Regions from separate parts of the Astyanax mexicanus genome. Here region 1 is linked to region 2. Evidence: chromatin contacts called from public Hi-C data. All regions are on one chromosome and are shown on one strand. Each heading gives the region's core, a stretch centred on a gene start, on an enhancer-like site or on the middle of the called end of the contact. The rest is flanking DNA. Distances are from core to core; before and after follow the strand shown. Region 1 has its middle 7.9 kb from the start of tha1. Region 2 holds the start of socs3b (suppressor of cytokine signaling 3b).

Region 1 (5,183 bases), core at 2,226-4,725, 65 kb before region 2:
ATGACACTTGGAGATGCCCAAAATGACACTTGGAGATGCCCAAAATAACATTTGGAAATGCCCAAAGGAACACTCGAAGATGCCCAAAAATACATTTGGAGATGCCTAAAGGGACACTTGGAGATGCCCAAATGACAAATAAAGATGCTTAAAATGACACTTGGAGATGCCTAAAGATACATTTGGAGATGCCCAAAGGGACACTTGGAGATGACCAAAGGGACACTTGGAGATGCCTAAAATGACACTTGGAGATGCCCAAAGGGACACTTGGAGATGACCAAAGGGACATTTGGAGATGCCTAAAATGACACTTGGAGATGCCCAAAGATACATTTGGAGATGCCTAAAATGACATTTGGAGATGCCCAAAGATACATTTGGAGATGCCTAAAGGGACACTTGGAGATGCCCAAAGGGACACTTGGAGATGCCCAAAGGACAAATAAAGATGCTTAAAATGAAACTTGGAGATGCCTAAAGATACATTTGGAGATTCCCAAAATGACGCTTGGAGATGCCCAAAATGACATTTGGAGATGCCCAAAGGGACACTTGGAGATGACCAAAGGGACACTTGGAGATGCCTAAAATGACACTTGGAGATGCCCAAAGGGACACTTGGAGATGACCAAAGGGACATTTGGAGATGCCTAAAATGACATTTGGAGATGCCTAAAAGGACACTTGGAGATGCCTAAAATGACACTTGGAGATGCCCAAAGGGACACTTGGAGATGACCAAAGGGACATTTGAAGATGCCTAAAATGACACTTGGAGATGCCCAAAGATACACTTGGAGATGCCTAAAATGACACTTGGAGATGCCCAAAATGACACTTGGAGATGCTCAAAATGACACTTGGAGATGTCCAAAATGACACTTGGAGATGTCCAAAATGACACTTGGAGATGTCCAAAATGACACTTGGAGATGCCCAAAATGACACTTGGAGATGTCCAAAGGGACACTTGGAGATGCCCAAAATAACATTTGGAAATGCCCAAAGGAACACTCGAAGATGCCCAAAAATACATTTGGAGATGCCTAAAGGGACACTTGGAGATGCCCAAAGGACAAATAAAGATGCTTAAAATGACACTTGGAGATGCCTAAAGATACATTTGGAGATGCCTAAAATGACACTTGGAGATGCCCAAAATGACATTTGGAGATGCCCAAAGGGACACTTGGAGATGCCCAAAATAACATTTGGAAATGCCCAAAATAACATTTGGAAATGCCCAAAGGGACACTTGGAGATGACCAAAGGGACACTTGGAGATGCCCAAAGGGACACTTGGAGATGACCAAAGGGACACTTGGAGATGCCCAAAGGGACACTTGGAGATGCCCAAAGGGACACTTGGAGATGCCCAAAATGACATTTGGAGATGCCCAAAGGGACACTTGGAGATGACCAAAGGGACATTTGGAGATGCCTAAAATGACATTTGGAGATGCCCAAAATGACACTTGGAGATGCCCAAAGGGACACTTGGAGATGCCAAAAATGACATTTGGAAATGCCCAAAGGAACACTCGAAGATGCCCAAAAATACATTTGGAGATGCCTAAAGGGACACTTGGAGATGCCCAAAGGACAAATAAAGATGCTTAACCCCTTACTGTAGATCAATTTTTTTGCTCATTTTCATGCGATTTGCACTACTATGCTATCACACTGGATATCTTAAGTTTTACATATAGCACAATGACCAGTCAGGGCTTAAACTGAAGTAGACATTTTGGACAAAACAGTAATTCACTTTCAAGCGGGAAATGCAGAGATTAATCTGTCTCTATAAAACAACATTTTAATATTTTTTGTTTCTTTGTGATAAAATAAATTAATGTAAGTCCATCTCAGGGTAATATTAATATTTATTTGATGAAATGACACATAAAATCACATGTTTGCGCGCAAAATGACACTTGGAGATGTCCAAAATGACACTTGGAGATGTCCAAAATGACACTTGGAGATGCCCAAAGGGATACTTGGAGATGCCCAAAATGACACTTGGAGGTGCCCAAAGGGACACTTGGAGATGCCCAAAATGACACTTGGAGATGTCCAAAATGACACTTGGAGATGTCCAAAATGACACTTGGAGGTGCCCAAAGGGACACTTGGAGATGTCCAAAATGACACTTGGAGATGCCCAAAATGACACTTGGAGGTGCCCAAAGGGACACTTTGAGATGCCCAAAATGACATTTGTGTCCTTTGAAAATTCTGCACCACACCTTTATCTTTCAAAGTATTGGTAAATTATAAAGCAATGCCAAACAAGATTATGTATTTTTTTATTAGGTAAATGATATGATATTTTATTCTGCCACTGATCAGTTTGATCAAATTAACAGATCAGCACCTTCACTCTGTTTTTTACGTTATAAAAATATGATAAAATGAACTGAGTGTGAAAATGAAATGAGATTGGCCTCAGTGGCATCCTCTACTGGACACCCGCATTACTACTGTTATGTCTTGTTATGTTATGAGGGACTAAACCATTTCTTGTGGAGGGGAGGGCAGGCTGTTTTTTATTATTTAAAATCATCAGTGTTGCATGATTTGTAAGTTTACAGTTTTGTGTATATATTTATATATTATTTACATGTTATTTATGGGTTATTTCTATAGGTCTCCAGCTACAGGACTTAACCTTAACAGCTACGTTCCAATATCCGTCTAGTCTAGGTAGGATGTTTATATATGTTCTCATTTTGTCCACGCGGTGGCGCCCTTTCCTCTTTCTTAGACAGTGATATTTTTATGTCTTTATGATGTTGTTATGACTTATTGTAGATGCATTGTTGTAATTGCTACAACTTTTGCAGGCTTATAAAACACACAAACACACACACACAGTGTTTGTTTTACTCTATTAGTGAGGACAGATTTTTGTACATGTCATTTTACACCTAATCCTAATCCTAATGCTTACCACAACCCTACTAACCCTGCACCTAATCTGTACTTAATCATAACTCTAACCTAAAAATACTATACATAATTCTAAACATAACCTAAGTAACCTACACCTAATCCTAACTCTAACCTTAACCTCACTAATCTACATCTATTCCTAACCACAGTAATCTACACATAATCCTTACCTACGGCTAAAACTAAATAAAACCTTTCAACCAAGGATCAGAAAATTGTCCTTACACGTCAGTTAATTATTCATGTCGACCTATCATTATGAGGGTTTGGTCTTCACAATAACACACACACATACTTAACATCCTCACTGTAAATAGACAGTAACGTCACAGATCATTTGTCAGCAGAACTCTGTAATGTGTCTGGACTCTCTGGTGTCACATTTAAATAGTTTTAAGTAATGCTCTCCCATTTACAACCACACAGGCAGGCCAGCCCTCCTGATGTCCTGATGCTGTGAGGTCATGCAGGCAGGAGTGGAGGTTTCCAGGCCTTTACTGGCTGTGTTTACAGTGGCCAGCTTTGTCAGGCTGACTCTAATAAAAGCCTACAGGAGGTGTCAGGCTGGGCGGTGAAAGTGAAGAGAACAGCTGCCCAGGTTTCCAGTAAGAGGCATGATGGTGGGAAGAGGAGTGGAGAGGTGGGTGTGTCTGTTGGCACTCTGTCTACACATTGTATTCTAATGAGCACATTTGTACTGCTGGCTGAGTGCCATAGCAGGCTCTTCTGGTTGTTCCTCTGGAGGCTGGACATGACCCAGAACTGCTGCACAAAACCTGCAAAACCTTAATTTACCTTTTAGATTAGCGTGAGCAAGGTTATGCTCTAGCTGTGAGTTTATTCATTTATTGTTGAACAATCATGGGTGGCACCAACAAAAGCACTACCATGTGCCAAATTAGTCATTTAGATGCATTGAATTAGATTATTCGGAATGTTAATTTGACCAGAATTCCCAATAGTGGAGATGCCTCAGTTTATATGCCTTGAGGCACTCTTTTCACTGTGTGTCTGTCTGAGTTTGATACGCTCTTTGTTTTGTTTTATGCTCACAAAATGTGTTCTGACAGCATTTTTTACACAACAGTAGAAAAGTGCTCTGTTGTGAAAGCTGTCATTGCAAAGAGGGAGGGTGGAGGGGAGCTGGTTACTGGAAGTCGGTTTGAAAGGGCTGCCTTCATTCTTGAGTTTTTCCTCTGCAGCGAGATTCTACACGCTGATTGCATTGCATATTTTTCCAGCCAAAACTATGCATACAGACATTGCGAGATATTATACTTGTGTATATATGTAATTTTTTCTTTTGGTTTTATTTTTTTATTTTTTTTGTTTTGTTTTTACATAGTTTGAAAATTACTTTACAAAAACTTAGTATATGTGTATTATACCAAAGGCTGGTTCCCGGACCAGGCAGAGCCTCTTACAGATCAGACAGCGTAGTTATCTGCAGACTGATTTATCTAATAAAACTGGCACAGTTTATATGGTTGATTTTGATGCTGCATAAAATTAGATTGCACCAGATTAGACCAGACTGATTACATTATTCAGCTGCTATATCTGACCAGTGTTATAAAGCCCAAAATGGGCAGAGTGTCCTGCTGTGCAGGCCACATCATTTCCCGCTTAGAGACTTTACATAGAGGCTAAACATAGAAGGGGTGAGTTGGGGCATGGTTCAATGGTCATAAGCTGTGTCGAGAATCTAATGTCTCTATTTTGGTAGAGTGTTTACAGCAACAATACAAACACAAAAAATACCCACACCCTTTTCTAGCGCAAATATGCAACATACGCCACATGTCGTGCTTCATCAATGCAAAACACTGACTTAGATATCCTTAAACCTTATCAACAACAATAACTCTGACTATTGATGTCTTGGCAATTTACAGTCTCGATTTACAGTTCTGAAATGGCAATAGCAATTACTTTGTTTTCTGCAATAGTGGAGAGTGAAATAAGATGAGCTGTAAAAAAAAAACTAAAATGAAAAGAGTATGGGGCAGGAATACAACTAAAACATACAATACAAGTTCAGAAAGTTTGGAATCAGTTGAACCTTAGCAATTCCGTAACTCAAATAGACAAGAAAATATGAGGTCCCTAAAAAAGGTGTTTTGTTGCTCAGCGTTCCCCATGTTTGTTGTAAGTTGGTCCAGCTGAGTGGGCAAGTTGAGCCATCTGAGAAAACAGTTACCAACTTTATATTAGGCAACTTTTCC
Region 2 (5,029 bases), core at 861-3,360:
GGGGCTCAGGGTCCAGGGCCGAGGAGCCGTCCCAGCCAGGGCGCGCGTGCAGCGGGGGGCAGCAACACAAAACCCAGAGCTCCACTGCCTCCTCAACATCCAGAAGCAATAATGGCTCAATGGGTGAGGAATGCAGCTGAATGAGGGGAAAAGGAGAAAAAAAGTACATATGTTAGGCTTTGCACTGCTGCACATGTCAGAGGAGCTGGCGCCAGCTCGTGGTAATCTCTGATGGAAAACTTGAGACATCTGAGATGATGTGGAATTGAATTTATAGCAATTATTTAGCAATAATTAGGACTGACAACCAATGTCAAGACTAGTTTGTCATAAAAAAAGGCTGGTAGTTTAGCTCGTTAATTAACTAGCTCTTGACCAGCATAGAGTGTGTTTTTTTCTGAATGACCAGCTGGTGTTGAGTTGGATCTTTTAGCAGGGTAATAAACAGAAATGGGAGGACAACAATGAACAGAGTGAATGTGTGGATGCCTTGCAGTGTAGGCTAGCTATCTCCTCTTCTATCCTGCTTAATGCTATATAGCTATCCAGACAGATTAACTGGCATGCAATCGAAACTTTATCTTTAGTTAACTGCTGCACTGCCGATCATGTACACCTGATACAGGCAACACTTCGATCGCTCTCTGGCTTTTGGAGAGGCAGTGCATGTGAATGAGCTCCTCCAGTTTATTGTGAATGACCCAATTCCTCATTCATGGCAGAAGGGCTCTCTTTCTCGTCCTGAATTTCTCGTAAATCGAGTCTGTATGCTGGACACAAACACTGCTGGAGTGACTCCTTTCCCTCGAAACAGAAATATAATACTATACTATAATACCCTCTGGTATGAAAAAAATATATATATTGGAATTTTCAGAGTCCCTGTGGATATAGCAAACATTAGATTTTAGATTTGACTTCTTTTGATAATATTTTATTTTTATTTTATTTTAGTCAGTTTTAGTGCAAGGAAGCACCCAAAACATGCAAGGTAGGGAGAGATCTGTGGGACCAGAGATGAAGATCACTGATGCATTTTTACTAATCTAATAAGAGTGGTCTAACTGCACAAGGCAACGAAAAAAAAACACTATCTTTTTGTACGTTTATAACAAGAATGTAAGAATTTAGTAATAGAATATTTATACAGCCAAATATACTTCTGTACATATACATAGATTTTTTATGACCAACTTATACACCTCATTGTACTGGATATGGATATACCATGTAACATTATATGAAAGATAAGTAAATAAAGTAAAGTATAAAAAGATGAAATAAACATAAATTTGGTTTGTTGCATGAGGGCAACACTATGCCATAGATGGCTAATAATAACAACAATAGTAATAACAATAATAATGCAAGGTTTGGCTATAAAAAACACTAGGTTAAGACTATGTATTAACTAGTTTTCTTAAGCAGACCTAACCTAGCTAGTTAGATGGTTAGCTAGCTAACGGTTAACTAGCTAGATAATAAATAGTCTAACACAACAAGATCACAGGTCACACTGTTTAGTTTACGAGGTAAGATAATTAACTAAGCATTTGATTATTGGGTAACAGAATAAGTAACGCTAGTGTTCATCCAAAACGCTAAAAACACACATATACCATATATAACCTAGGTAACTAAGTTACATATATATCCATTTAAACCGCTAGCTTAGATGGTTAATTCTTAGTTAGTTAACTAGTACAGTTTAACAGATAGGGTTAGCTATCTTAGCTAACATGAACACTAGCACTATAACACTACTAACCTAGGATAGTTTGGTTAAGTTAGCTTGGTTTACTATAGAGGTGGGTGACCCAGGTCCAGAAAGTAAAAATCCATCCCAAGGTTTTGTACCAACTGCCTGGGCGGCTCTGTTGAGCTGCAGCAGAACCCTGGGATGGATTTTTACTTTCTGGACCTGGGTTACCCACCGCTAGACTTAACTAACAGCAAAACGGTTCGGGTTACCTTGAAAGTCTTTTCCGAGCCCAGTCTCCAAGTTAGGGTTCCAGGGGCTGTAGAGCTCCGTCTGAGATCCGTTAAACGGTGAAAAACGGCGGTAGAAAAGTGATGGAGTCGTGTTACTGTTGTACTGTTAGCTAGTTGTGTCTCTCAGTTTGGACTCTGTGAGCTGGAAACCCCTCTCACATCTCCCCCCAGGACGAGGAGGGGTAGTAGAAGTACTGTTCTCTTCACCGACTGAGAGCAGACTGATATTTTCTAACAGGCTCCACCCCCCCTTTTTTCCTGGAATCGAGCGCGCACACACACACACACTTACTTTCTCTCACTCTCCTGGCCGCCTGCCAATAAATATTCAGCGTGACCTTTTTCTACGGGACGATTCCTGGTATTGGCAGTCCTCCCTCCCCTCCCCCTTCCCAGCCAGACTCTCTCTACAAGGTGAAAAAGTTAAAGCGCCCTTGCAGAATTAGCTGCACGCGCATGCAACCCATCTATTTCACCATCCTTCTACATTTTAGCATTGATATTGCTGGCTTACAGTAGTCGTTTTTGTTTTTGTCTGGATGCTTTAAGGGTTGATTGACTCAATGCTGCCATAAAAGAAGACGTGCACGCTCTGCAAAGACCTAGTTTATTCTCAACTTTCTCTATGCTTCAAATAAAAAAACAAAACATTTTTTGTGCCTTGTTACACAAACCTGATGGTATATTCCAACTTGCAAAATGCAAAAAAAAATTCAGAAAGTAAAGGAAAAAATATTTTTTACTATTCCGATTGTGAGGGGCAGAGATGAAAAATTGGAAAAAAAATTGATGTAAACGTATTTCTTGCACCTTGCACTACATAAAAAACAAATAATGAGTTTTTACATAAAATTTTCTATTTTTGCGTTTAGCCTCAAACACTCCAAAAAATACATTAATAAATGTTGCACTGACAGTGTAATGCTTAGCAGTTTAACTTTCTGACTGTATCAAGCTAAAACCAAAAATAGAAAATTGGGTATAAAACTTAATCATCATTTTTTTCCATTCAGTAGAGTAAAGAAGAAATAGGTTTTCATACAATTATTTTTATTATCTAGTTTTTCATTTTAGCCTTTTGCAAACAGAATTTCAATAAAAATGAAAAGGAGAAAAGAGTCTTCTCTTTGATAATCCAGCTTGCAAAATGCAAAAATGGAAAAATCCGAAAATAAAGAAAAGATTAATTTTAAAAAAATCTGAAATTCTGATTGTACCAAATAATTCCTTTTTACATCCAATTTTCTATTTTTTGCATTTAGCCTCAAACACTAAATTAATTAACATTACACTGACCTGTCATGCCTATAGCACTATAATGTCATTTAAAAATAGGGCAGGTTGTACGCCGCCTACAGGCTGAAGAGTCACCTGCAATGAGATCACACTACAGACAATTGGCTGAATAAAAGAAACAGAGAGAGAAAAACTCTCTCTCTCTCTCTCTCTCTCTCTCTCTCTCTCTCTCTCTCTCTCTCTCTCTCTCTCTCTTTTCTTGACCCTTTTGTGATCACTGTGGTGCTTACTCATAAGAGACTTGGACCCATATCTCTGTAAAGCTGCCTTGTGACAACATTTGAATTAGAATTTAATAGAGAGAGAGAGAGAGTATAGGTACACATGGTGCAACATGGAATAACAATACAATAGACGAACAAGGTGCAAAAGTGTAACGAATGTGCAACATAAAGCTACAACAAATACAGTAAATACAACAGACCAGGCAATTTAACAGTCAGGACAGTGCAGTACCGATACAGGGCAAATGAAGTGTCCATAGTGTGGATAAGGTGCAGAGATATGTATCATACTGTAACATATAGAACATACATGATCACAGCAGTTACTGAGGTAGAGAGTTTATGGTTTTATGGAATGAAGCAGCAAATATTGCTGATAGGGATAGACATTGAATTTTTTTGTGTGTGTAGAGTGAAGGGTGGGTACAGTACAGTCTTATGCATAATCACTCATTCTAACGCATAATTGTGGCCATCAGTGAATTTTGCTTATCATTTTCAAGGGATCAGAGTCTGAAGGGAGAGTGGAGAGACACACAATCCAAGCTGCTTGAGGTCTAGTGTGAAGTTTCCACAATTAGTGATGGTTTGGAGAGCCATGTCATCTGCTGGTGTTGGTCCACTGTGTTACATCAAGTCCAAAGTCAGTGCAGTGTTTTACCAGAAAATCTTACAGCACTTCATGCTTCCCTCTGCTGACAACTTTTATGGAGGTGCAGATTTCATTTCCCAGCAGGACTTGGCCCACTGCCCACACTGCCAAAAGTACCAATTTCTTTTTTATTTTATTTCTTGTTTTTCTCCAATTGTCTCCCCAATTTAGACAGGCAATTACCCAACACACTCACTAGTAATGCCCCAACACCAGGAGGGTGAAGACAAGCGCATGCCTCCTCTGATACATGTGTACAAGTCAGCCACCGCCTCTTTTCGAACTGCTGCTGATGCAGCATTGCTGAGTAGCCAGCGCACTCGGAGGAAAACGCAGCGAATTAGTTCTGATACGTTAGCTCACAGAAACATTGTGCTGATCGACATCACCCTAGAAGTGATGTGGGGAGAGAACAAGGTAGCCGATGGCAAGCTACATGAACAGGATTCAAACCGGCGATCGGCAAAAGTACCAATTGGTCTTATATAATATTCTAATTTTCTGAGACACTGATATTTGGGTTTTATTGGCTGTAAGCCGTAATCATCAACAATAAAATAAATAACTGCTTAAAATAAATCACTCTGTGTGTAATACATCTATATATTATATATGTTTTTTACATTTTGAACTAAATTACTGAAATAAAGTAACTTTTTAATGATATTCTATTTTTTAAATGCACTAGTATGTTATCATAATTTGAAGTCTCCAGGCAGCGGCTGCTTTAAGGCTGTCCGTCTTTCTCTGTCCTTCACATAAAGTTGGCTGTGTTGAAGAGTGCTAGGGAAAGATGGCGGCCCCCATGACCTGGAGGAGACTTGTGTACTCTGTGTACACACCGGCTCTGTCCGGGGTTTTCAGC

What was found. A called contact is a pair of places that touch in the nucleus more often than the background predicts.
Region 1: a Hi-C map of muscle shows a contact between it and region 2, with 11 times the contacts expected there. The contact joins the enhancer-like site here to the promoter of socs3b in region 2. A contact is called at or near these places in 2 of 3 Hi-C or Micro-C datasets (both in muscle).

What each region holds. Positions count from the first base shown.
Region 1 is chr15:32,810,178-32,815,360 of AstMex3_surface, reverse strand. No RefSeq gene overlaps it. Among protein-coding and RNA genes, the nearest start is that of tha1, 7.9 kb to the left of the region's middle. Within about 2 kb of position 3,475, the one cell type or tissue checked has an H3K27ac peak away from gene starts, as active enhancers do.
Region 2 is chr15:32,743,837-32,748,865 of AstMex3_surface, reverse strand. It overlaps socs3b (suppressor of cytokine signaling 3b), which reads right to left and starts at 2,110. Exons shown (of 2, transcript XM_007259292.4): 1 at 1,972-2,110; 2 at 1-136. It overlaps LOC103046731 (CDP-diacylglycerol--glycerol-3-phosphate 3-phosphatidyltransferase, mitochondrial), which reads left to right and starts at 4,939. Exons shown (of 10, transcript XR_007424420.1): 1 at 4,939-5,029.